Linked DNA regions of Zea mays: region 1 is linked to region 2. Evidence: chromatin contacts called from public Hi-C data. All regions are on one chromosome and are shown on one strand. Each heading gives the region's core, a stretch centred on a gene start, on an enhancer-like site or on the middle of the called end of the contact. The rest is flanking DNA. Distances are from core to core; before and after follow the strand shown.

Region 1 (5,974 bases), core at 1,379-3,878, 120 kb before region 2:
GATATATAGATGAGTAAAATGCTATCTTGAGAGAGCTCTTCACAAATTGTTGCTAGAACCTGTATTGTAAAACTATGAATCAACACTCAACAGTATGGAAACAAGGTTCTATAGCAAAACGAGGGGAAACCATCATTTCTCTGATATAATAATATTGTTTCAGATCAAGTGAAAGTATGAACGCACCCAGAACATGCCAACTAATGAATTTATGGACAAGGCTGCCAAACCAATTTTGTTGAAAGTGTGCCATAAAACCACTTCTTTCTTATTACAATCATACTTATGAAAGTATATTTATACTTTTTTTGTTAGAAGCATGTGATTCATGATAAATTGGTACTCTTTCTTTTGGTCTGGCCCACCAACGGAGGCATGCTTCAGGACCATGGACACAATTAATCACAACAGCATATAGCATTGTCATTGTAACGAATAAGAGCATTGGCACACCTTAGCACTAAAACACCAATGCCATCATTCAGGTTTCTGAAAAAAAATACAAGGAAATATGCAATCCTACGAAAAGTTCATGTGTCTGCCAATATTATGCACAAGATGGAGTTCAAAAGGGAAAGGAACAATCAAAGTGGCCACATACTGCTAAAAGATGAGCGGCTGTAGGATGATATATGATTGCCTTTTGAGGATTTGAAGGAAGACTTCCATCAGATATTTCTGTTGACAGTTGAATATCAATCAGACCAGAGGGTCCACTCTGATCACTTACAGTGCCATTTTCTGTAAGTTCTTTAGCAGCAATCTGATAAGACCCAGTGGGTTCCCACTCTAAACACTGTAGCATTCTGAATGTATCCAAAGTTAGTTCTGTGAACTTGATCTGCATGTAAAAAAAAAGGCTATGAGAGATATTTTCAGCTGTTCAGCACATTGGCGTAAAAGACAAAAGAAAAATACATGAATATTAAAATTATTTCCAACAGGGTAACAGTTATGTGTAACCTCATTTCTGCGGTAGCTTGTTAGCACAGCTTCCTTCAGTTTGAGCACCCTTTTTGAATGGAATCGTGCAATAGATACAAGGTTCGATGGATAAGAATCAAATAAGTTGTCATATCTTAGTGATCTAGATCCTTTATATGCTCCATCAGCCTTCAAAAATCTGCCAAGTTCTTGAAGTACTTGCTTCCATTCCTTGAAGTTTGTTTTCTAAAATGTACAAGGTCACAATGTTGTCATCAGGATATAAGTTCATGGTAGTATGCACATATTGATATGAATGAACTGGAATAAAAATTAAGGAACACAGAAACAAACTACAAACATCATAACTTCCAAAATGCCTATCTTTTGTTTAGGATACAAAATATTCAATACACGAACATTAGGCATATATCTCATTTTCTTCAATTAAGCAATGTAAGAACCGGGTGGCATTATGTTGCCAACAGTCAATTTCGCTTCAACCAGAGACACCTTGGAATAACTGAACCGGCAGAAAAAAAGAGCATCCGCTGCCTCTAATTTAGCAGGAAAGATAGAAACGAAAACAAACTTCTAACTGCACCCTGCTGACTCCAGATGCTCCCTGTTTGCCGCTAATCCCCACAATAAAAGGCTGCGCTTATTATTTACTGCAACTACAGTGTGCACAAGGAAGCAAAATCATGACGACCGGAACACAAAGGAAACTGAAAATTCGGCCAACTCAAATTGAACAAGCCAATTAAGCGAACAGAAAAAACCCTGGCTTAGAAGCAGATGAACTCAAAATACCCAATGCGGAGGTTCCTCCAACTGAACGAGAGTACTGTTAGTGACGCGAACGTGAGTAGAAAAGCAAGCTCTTCACCGCTAAAGTTTAAGGTAAATCATGGCCTTAGGGTAAAGGACCCCAAATGTGCAGCCAAAAACACGTCTCGTAAATTTCACTCAGGTTCCCCAATTAACAAGAGGATAGCTTCTTACGGGGTACGCAGCCTTGGTCTCCTCGACGAGCGCACGTAGGCGTGCGGCGAGGTGGTCCACCGCCTCGGCCCGCCGCATCAGCATGGCCACGACGAGGAACCGCGCGATGAACCGAAGCTCCTTGTACCGGATCAGGAGCGCCTGGTGGCGGCTGACGCCGCCGCCGCCGCCGTCCGTCCCCACCGCTGCCGCGGCCGCGCCGAAGTAGCCGCGGCTGTATATGGCCTCGTAGAAGACGTAGGCGCCGACGAGCGAGCGCGGCTCGGCGGCGCGGAGGTAGCGCGCGTAGTAGAGCTGGCCGATCCGGGAGGCCACCTCGCCGATCTCCCAGCGGCGGAGGCCGGCGGCGACGAGCTCCCGGCGGCGCTCCTGCTGCAGGCGCCAGAGCCGCGTGTAGGCCTTGAACGCCTTCCGGCTGTGGTGGTCCCCGCCGCCGTAGAGCGGCAGGTCCCGCGCGCGCGCGAACTTGCGGTCCGCCGCCTCCGCCAGCGCCTTGAACTCCCGGTACGCGCCGGCCCCGCCGTCGGCCATCGGCGCCGGCGACGCGGTGGGGGGCGGGGGCGGGGGCGGGGGCGGGAGGCGAGGCTTTAATTCGCCCTCCTCCTCCTTCCGGTTTGAGCGAATGGGAGGCGGACGGGACGGAGGTGATGGTTGATGAGAGAGGGAGGGGGACAGGAGAGTAATAAAAGAAAGGTGTTCGTCTGTGTTTCGAGAAGGGAGAAGTGATAAAAAGCGAGCAGCCGGGGGATGAGCTGTGTGCTGTTGCGATAAAAATGCTGTGATTTTGGGAACGCCTAATTGGGCTCTTATGAGTCAATGATTTGGACTTTGTTTAAATAATGGCTTCCCCCAGACCCCACTGTCTCTTCTCTGCACAATCGCAATCGCTTCTCTTTAACCTAAACCGAACTTGGACTTGGAAGTTGGAACCAAGGAAATTGCTGGCCCTCACTCCAGAATTGACTCCCGATGCAATCAGGAATAATCTATGCTTTCATACGTCCGGCGAACGCAGATGAGAATAAGCATGCACGATGCATGACACCGGTCAAATCTATGTTTGTTTGTCATTACATGCCGACAGTGAGGTTAGGGTTCCTGTGTTTGGGTTTCTAATCAGGCGTTTGACTCCAGGGGCATAGGATTGGACCGAACATCCCTGAAACTGAAATGATCCTTAAACAGCCGATAACATGTTCTTTTGACCAGGAGGAGGATTACCGATTACACTCCCCGCTGGCCACCCGCGGTTCGCAGCCGTCGCCGGAGCGTGTCATGTTCCGAGCTTCCTTCCCATGGTAGCTTAGGTTGACGTAGGTTGTTCACGTTCTTTTTATTCTCCTCATGATGTCGATCGTCCAGGTGGGAAAAAAAACGACAGAAAAAAAAAACTGAAGCTAACGCAACTGCTCCTTCCGTTCCGCCTATGGAATATGCGGTACCAGCCGTCCAGCCATGCCAGAGAGACAAACGGGAGCGCCTTGCTCGATCAAACAAAGAACAAAGCAGGCCACTAACTTTCGCTGGCCATCATTCTGCTGGCTGGAGCTTTTGCATCGCCGCAATCATTCGGCACCGACCTACTCCGCACCGCCAGAGCAGAGCACCCGTGAAGGGGGTGTTTGTTTGGGATTATAATCCACCTAGATTATATAATCCAACAATTTTTGAACTAACTCTTAGTTCAAAAGTTGTTAGATTATATAATCTAGATAGATTATAATCTCAAACAAACACCCACGGCCGTGGCACTGATGAGCTGTCCCCGGATCCGCGCCGAGGGGGGAATGCCGAATGCCTGCTTGGAACAGGTTGGCCCTCGCATTGCCGAGCGGCCGGGCGTCCATTGACAAATTCATCCGCGACCCAGGGTCTTTGTGCCGCGGCCAGGATTAACTAGCTGACGCAACAGCAACACCGGCGGCGGCTCTGCTGGGTGCTGGATTGCTGGAGAGCAGTGGAGCCTCCGGCCGTCTCCCCTTCACCGCGAAAAGATATTGCCACGTGGTTGGAGTTGAGTGCTGTATGCGCGTGGAGACAAACCAGCGGCCGCGCGCGCTTTCCGGCGTGCCTCCTCGTGATTACGGGCCTGAGATGGAATTATGTATCGTGGCCGATTAGAGCAGAACGGAGCATGCGATAGCCACGCCCTCGCGCTCTTTTTTTTATTGAAAAAATGGAAGTACAAGTTTATCTGGCCAGGGAAGACCTCTAACCGCGAAATTCTCTTCAATTGCGACAGAAATTCAATAGCCTCGTCACCTCGTGTGTCAATGGTATGCTTGGCTCACTTGTCAACATATTTTTAGGGCTAAACTATGCACAAGGGCAGCCTAATAATTTGTTTGTCTCACTCACACATATACATATATAGGGCACCGCCTCTCTAGGTAAAGCTTTACCCAACTAGTATTATCGAAGAACGGTAAGTAATTTCCGACGAACGTCGCTCGGTCATTACCGGTAATTACTGAAGGTCACCTAGGGTGATGGACCAGTGATCTATTACCCGGTCCCAACCCAGCATGCCAACCTGACTGAACCAGCCTCCCCTCGCGTGCCCGCCTCTTCTGCCCACGCGCTCCCGCGAGCCAATCCGGCTTTTCCGCGCGTTGGCCCACCTCACCCGCACTTGTTGCTCTGCCACCATGCCCCTCACCACCCGAGTCGAGCCAGGATAGAATCACGTATCGAGTTTAGGGATGGCAATGGATGGGGTTATGCCAAAACCCGCCCGCGATCGCACCAGCGGGTGCAATTCCAAACACGCAACCGAACCCATCGGGTTTCGGGTCACCCGTGGGGTTTACTCATTATATAATTTTAAATAATAATTCAACTATAAGCAATTAAGTAGCACAATAATTGAGTTATATATATGGATTTTAAGTCTTATCACGTTGAGAGGCAACACAACATTTCATGAACCATTAGTCAAGTTACTTATTCAAAAATAATTACTATGGCATCTTAATCATTTTTGTGCAAAACAAAGAATGGACCATTTTTTGGTCCGGTGCAGGTCACCTGCGGGTTAAAATAGAAACCCGCACTAACACCTGTGAAACTTCGGGTCAGGTGCGGGTTACACCCGCGGGTCAAAATCATCACCCATACTCGCAGCCGTCGGGTTTCGTCGAGCTTGAATAATTAAATGAATGACCTAATGGTCATGAATGACTTAACATACTCGAATAACATAATGGACATGAATAACTTAACATGGACATTCGTGGGCTCAAATGGTTTAACGAATGCCTTAATGCGCTCAAATAACTTAAAATGCTTGAATGACTTGATGTTTCATGTATGCTGGTGTTGGAGACTTGTTCTCAAGTGCTAGGAGTTAAGAACAAGGCAACATAGAAAATGTTAATCGTTAACACCCTTCGTCCCCCGAAGCATTATTTCCCTTAGGATATAATGGCTTACGGACGAAGGCTATGAAAGACATATCTTCATAAATTCATCAAACAATGACGAAGGATAAAATATAAAGAATGTAAAAGAACACATGAACAATCATTTATCATTTATTATTATTGAACATAAACAAAAATATTATTAAACTATAAGTGTACCTTCAATCGGAAGGAAACGATAGTACAAGCGTGACGCAAAAAGCGAATGCCAAGTCAGCGTGAACAGTACGGGGATACTGTTCACCTATTTATAGACATGGGACACAGCCCTTACAAAATTACATTCATGCCCTTTACATTTGATAATAACTCTATAGTAGTCTATCGAGGTCTGAATAGCCTTTTCATCTTTAAGTCGGTTCCACTCTTTGCTGTTACGCCGAAGCTTTCCTACTCAACACCTTCGGCTCTGTATCAAGCTTCGTATTATTCCGATCTGCTGCAATGCCGACTTTAGTCTGAGGGTACCTGTTCACACATTGTACTACAGAAATACTGTTAAATCCTGTTTTTGAGGACCTTCGGACGCCGAAGGTCCCCAACAGTAGCCCCTCGCAATATTAATTTGTTTGAAATAATAAATTTAGATTGCGATATGGACGAAGGCTTTACGCCGAAGGTCC
Region 2 (5,400 bases), core at 1,653-4,152:
GGAGGACGGGCGGGGTGGAGTGCTGGACCGGTACCGTGGTACAAGTAGAATAGGGAGGGAGTAGAAAGCTCGATTTTCGCACTTGGATCACTCCTCGTCGAGTCCTCCACATCTGGCTGGGCATCCTCATGTTCGGCGTTGCACTTGTGCTCAAGTTCGATGGCCAAGAAAACCAGCATCCTTCGACCCTGGCTGGGATTTGTTTTTTTTTCCAGCGCAGAACGCAATCACGGAAGATCCTGCGCCCCATCTCCGCAGAACAGCGACCCGAATCGTTTTTTTTTTTCAATCGTCGTGTCGTCGTCGTCGTCGTCGTCGATCGCCCGCCGGTGGAGAAAGGTGATCGCGGCTTTTTGGTACGCCTCGCCTTTCTCTTTGTTTAGTAGTAACGCCCGGCTGCATATTCTAACCTCCGCCAAATCCCCGGCGAATCCTTTTGACGCAAAAATGTCCCCGGTTCTTTTTTAAAATAAGATCGTCAGGGAGGGGCTTATACAATTCGTCCTCCCCGAAAACGACGTGTCGCGAAAGCTGGGATTCCTTGGACGCTCCATCGGCCTGGCCTCGCCCCGTGCCGTTGCGAACTGTTGCCCCTTTTTTTGCGCGTTGGTAATGTTTTCTCTTAGCTTAGGCGCTTAGCTTAGCTTAGCAACGTGTAAAGCGAGCGTGTGGTCATGAACCACCGTGCCCGGGAGAAGAAACAAAGGGTGACGAGGAGACCGTAGTGCTAGTGGCCGTCCAGTGTGGCGGTTTTGGGTCGCTGTGCCCTTCTTTTTATTAGCGAGGAACTACGAACTAGTGTGCTACCCGCCCCTGGAATTTGGCAGCGGCGGGCTCTCTCGGTTCTGTGTCTCCTCTCCTCTGCGTAAGCGTAACTCATGTGGTAAAGCTTGTTCAAGTGCTTCAAGACCGGGTGGACGAAACCGGGAAGACGAAAGGTACGTCTCACCAACTGGATGCACACCTGAGGTTTGACAGAAGTTGCACGATCTAGTACTTGCAGATAAAAGTCAGTCTGTGTGTGTGGGTGGCACGGCAGGGATACAATACAACTTAACAGTGTATATATATACCTCTGTACGCACGCAAAGTCTTCATTGGTGACGAACGACCGAGTGATGAGCAGAGTATCGACATCGGTATCTGTGTATCACCACGGTATATGGCGTTCTGCCATCATTTCCGTCGATCGGCCGCTCACGGCATCATCGGCGGCTCGGCGCCGTACCGCGCCGCAGCGGCAGCCAGCAGCAAGTTGATGTCCGGCCCCTCGGGCCTCGGGCTCGGGTCCTTCTCACACGGCTGCTTCTGACGGAGACGGACAAAGGATCGGTCGGGGGGCCCTGGCGTGGCGTGTGATTCCTGAACAAACAATGGTGGTGTCAGCCGTAGTGTGATGGGACTCGCTGCCAGGGCCGCCCGCCAAAAAGGGAGCTCACCATTTCACACAGAGAATCACTGGACTTCCTTCTGCGCCAATGGAATGGAAGCAACTTGCGTGCACACCTCACTGGACGTATCAGCAGACTGCCAGGCTGCTACGTGTTTCGGTGCTTGCGCTTGCACTGAATGAGCGATGAACCTAGGCATGCCTTCCTCTTCCGCGGCTGCCCGTGCACGGCGTTTGGTATTTTTTCATGTACGGATGATGCGCAGCAAAGCAAAACAACGTTCGTCGTGTGGGCGCGGGCGGCACCATGGACGTACGTACGAACATAATCTTTTTCGTTTCCGAATTTACAATGTCTTGCTTATGTGCACTACATGAGATGAGATCATATTTTTCTACCACCTATATCTTCTACCCAATCTGCATCAGAGAAAGCATTAAAAAGAGTAGAGTTTGACTTCTTAACTTTTAGTCCTAAACTACTAGTGGTCTACTTGATATATCACAATATCCTCTTGATTGATGTTCAATAAATAGTGGCACGCGTATGCAGAAATCGATATACTGTATTTATTGAGAACGCAGTATCAGGTTTAGTGGATAGAGCCCGACTCGGTATCTTGTTGATTGAGCATCACCCAATAGTTTTGGGAGAGAATTTGTGTCACCTTCCAAATTTGACATCTTAAATAGAGGCTCCGCTGTATTTGACGAAGCTACAGCTTAGCGCCAGCGTCAGTTGACATTGATGATTTTCAAAAAGTATAGTGTAAAATATCGTTTAAACACTACCTATAGGATTCTTGACACCTGTGTATAATGATGTTGACACCAGCGATTATGGAGGCTGGCTTCGCCCCTGGTCTAATTATCTATACTTGCTATGGTGAATCAAGTAGGGGCTATACTAGGGTTTCCCTTAGAGCGTTTGAGTAATGTTTTGAGATAAAGGGGGTTTTGGTATATTTAAAGCTCGGTAATCTGTTTCTAAACAGGCCCTTCTTCTGCAACAATAAGACGACGGTGGAGTGGGGCCGGGGTTGGACCGGAGGAGAGGAGGGGACGAATTCGCTATCCGTCTAATTGGTTGTCTGTCTGTCTGATTGGTTGTATATACCATTTTATCCTGATTCAGCGTATATGTTAATTTTATCTGAACGTGTTGTCTGGAGATATGAGCTGTATGAGACCATGAGTAAATACAAAACAATCCATTTTAAGACAATTTCTCTCTTTACATCTGCCTATACACCCAAAGCATCCGTATCCCCGACCAGGCTCGTGCAAAGCTTTGGCCTCTCGCGTGCAGCGAACCAATCGGGTGGTTTGCGTCTGTGCCGGCCGCAAACCGGTGACGTGCGCGCATCCCGGCTCGCGCAGTCTGAACAGGCAGGGGCTACGGCACAGGAGGACGGGTACCGCGCGGGAGCGCGGGCGCGGCAGGCAGCACCGCAGCGATGGTCCCCGGGCCACGGCATCAGCTCTGCTCAGCTCGGTGTCGCCGTCTGTGTGTGTGGCCAGGAGGTGAAAGCCACATGCGCCCCACCACCGCGCTCCCCTGTCCCTCCCATAGTCCGCTACGCCTACCCCTACCTGCCTTTTCGCTCGCCCAGCCATGCCGCTCGCCTCGGGCGTCGGGCGCCGGCTGCTCTAGACTCTAGCCGGCGGCGGCGTCGAGCCGTCGATCATGTTCCCGTGGAGGTTGGGTGCGTGAGGCTCACTTTCACGCAGTTCCATGCCCCTTTTTCCTACCTGTGTGAAGCTCCACCGGCGGTGTCGAGATCTTTTAGGTTCACGGCGTAGTCGTAGTCGTTGTCGTCGCGCCAGGCCAGCGATCGATCAGGCGAACCTCGATTCATGTGTTCGTCAGATATCGTCTTGATCGCGGGATGCCGCCGCTCCGCTAGCTTGTCAGCAGGTGGCCAATGGACGGTCGCGACTCAACAACTTGGAGTGGACACTAACACAAGCGACCAAACTCGATCAGCACAGCCTCGGCCTCAGCGGACGAGAACGCACTGTTCGCCGTGCGGAGAAGACAGAGAGGGAAGGGCGGCAGCGAGAACTGCAGAATTGAATGGGTGCCTGGGATCTCACTGCGAGGCTGCCGCTGTGGCGCGGCAGCGTTCAGGCACAGTAGCGGCAGCGCCCTTGGCTTGGCAGATGGCAGCCAGCAGGAGGAGAGGACCGGGGGAGGGGGGACCAAAGGTGATCTCGCGTCGCGGTAAAAAAATAAATAAAATAAAAGGATGAACAAAAATCCCAGAACATGACGAGGAACCGAATCGTTACGGGACGAGATTCCAGCCCAGCACATGCTCTTGCTCCGATGAAGCACAGCACAGGGCAGCAGGCAGCGCGTACTGATTTGAGAATTCTGTCCTCCTCTGCGTGCCACGGAGTCTTTTCGAGTGGTGGAAACAGCCTTCGGTAACTTGTGTTTTACTTCTGTCTACTTCGGTAATAAGGCTTGGTTAAACTGAAAGTTGCTCATCCCTTGAAAGTGAAACATAGTACCCTGCTCACGTACTGGACGCCACATGCGTCCGCTGAAATCCCCGGACATATTCAAAGACCGGGACCGCGTGCTTGCGCTGCCCCCACGACGCGAGCTACCTGTCCCGGAGGAAGGAGGGAGGAATAACGACGGACTAGTCTATCTAGGGCTCCATAGTTATCTTCTTACCAGTTTAAAGAAAATAGATTGATTGTCATGATAATGTTCTTTTATAGGACTAGGTCTAACAATCAACCGAGACATAGTACAATATGAGATTAATATAAATTTAAGCTCGACAGCTTTGACTTGATAGGCTCGTTAACTAACAATATGAACTAATATAAAAAATACTGGTTCCGCTGGTTGAACGAGCTACCCAACCTTTTTGGCTCACCACTGTTCTTATCCCCAACCGCAGGCTCTGTACCCTTTCCGAGCTGTCAGGGAATCGTGCAGTGCTGCATCCAAAACCCAAACGAGGTGCTGGCTGCTGGGCGCTGGCGGTGAGGGAATGGGGCGACAAGCCAAGGCACAGCACCTGCCCGAAAGACACAGGCGACCCCCCCGCCTAGGGCGGCTAGGAAAGCGATGCGAGCCAGCAGGGTTGCCTTTGGCGTGGCCTGTGGGGGACGGACGACGCTGCTCGCTGCTGGAGCTCGGCTCCTTTTCCGCTCTGGTCCATCTTCGCCTTTTTCTGCCGACGTCCGTCCATCCATGGACGGCAGTACGGCACTGGAATTGCAAGCACGGAGCACGAGCCAACCCGAAGCGGCAACGCCACAGGCAGGCACCACCCTAGTGCCCGGCCGGACGGACGGCCGGGTTCCCTTCCTTCCTTCCTGCGCAGGCGGTGGCGCGGACGTACGGCGGAGTAGCGACGTAGCGTCGCTACCCCTTTGGCCCTTTCGTTCCGGTCCGACCCGGCCGCGCCGCGCACGAGATCAGAGGTGAAAACGCGCGCGCGGCCGCGGCAAGCCCGCAAGGGTTTCGAGCTGTTGGCAAAGGCGCGGGCTAGTTGTGTGTGTGCTCCGTGCAGTGCGGTGGCCGGGGAGCTCGCGCGTTTTCACGGTCACGGTCACGGTCACGGTCACTGCTCGCGAATCGCAAATTGCAGCCTTGCAGGAGGGGGCACTAGAGCACTAAGAGCAGGGAGCCAAAAGCGCCTGGACTTTTTGTGGCGATCGGTGATGAGTTGCATTGCATTTGCACCGGCCATCCACGCTTTCACTGTTGCGAAACGAACAGGCCGGCACGAGTTGCTAGCAGCAGCAGGCAGCTGTTGTCAAACTGGGGCAAGGGGGGGCGCTCTGGTCGAGATCACGGCGTGTATCGCTGGAGCGGGAGCGAAAGCTCCTTTTTTTGTTGTAATTTCCTTCTGATGTTTTCGAGAGTGGTGTTAGGTTTCCCATTATCTGCCACCGCTAGTAGGCTTTTCGGCAAGCAGATTTCGTGTCTGCCTCTCCATCACTTGTCACGATCGTATGTGCCGTGCTTCTGAGTCTCGGGTGGC

Evidence for each region. A called contact is a pair of places that touch in the nucleus more often than the background predicts.
Region 1: a Hi-C map of tassel shows a contact between it and region 2, with 3 times the contacts expected there. The contact joins the promoter of LOC100278917 here to the enhancer-like site in region 2. A contact is called at or near these places in 4 of 25 Hi-C or Micro-C datasets (bundle sheath, ear, leaf and 1 more).

The regions. Positions count from the first base shown.
Region 1 is chr7:134,809,143-134,815,116 of Zm-B73-REFERENCE-NAM-5.0, reverse strand. It overlaps LOC100278917 (protein SCAI homolog), which reads right to left and starts at 2,628. Exons shown (of 9, transcript NM_001346998.1): 1 at 1,930-2,628; 2 at 964-1,170; 3 at 602-841; 4 at 1-59. The coding sequence starts at 2,460.
Region 2 is chr7:134,689,838-134,695,237 of Zm-B73-REFERENCE-NAM-5.0, reverse strand. It overlaps the pseudogene LOC103634181. Among protein-coding and RNA genes, the nearest start is that of LOC100272620, 29 kb to the left of the region's middle. Within about 2 kb of position 2,902, at least 19 of the 20 cell types and tissues checked have an H3K27ac peak or open chromatin away from gene starts, as enhancers often do. A contact at or near this core is called in bundle sheath, ear, leaf and 1 more, where this site is marked.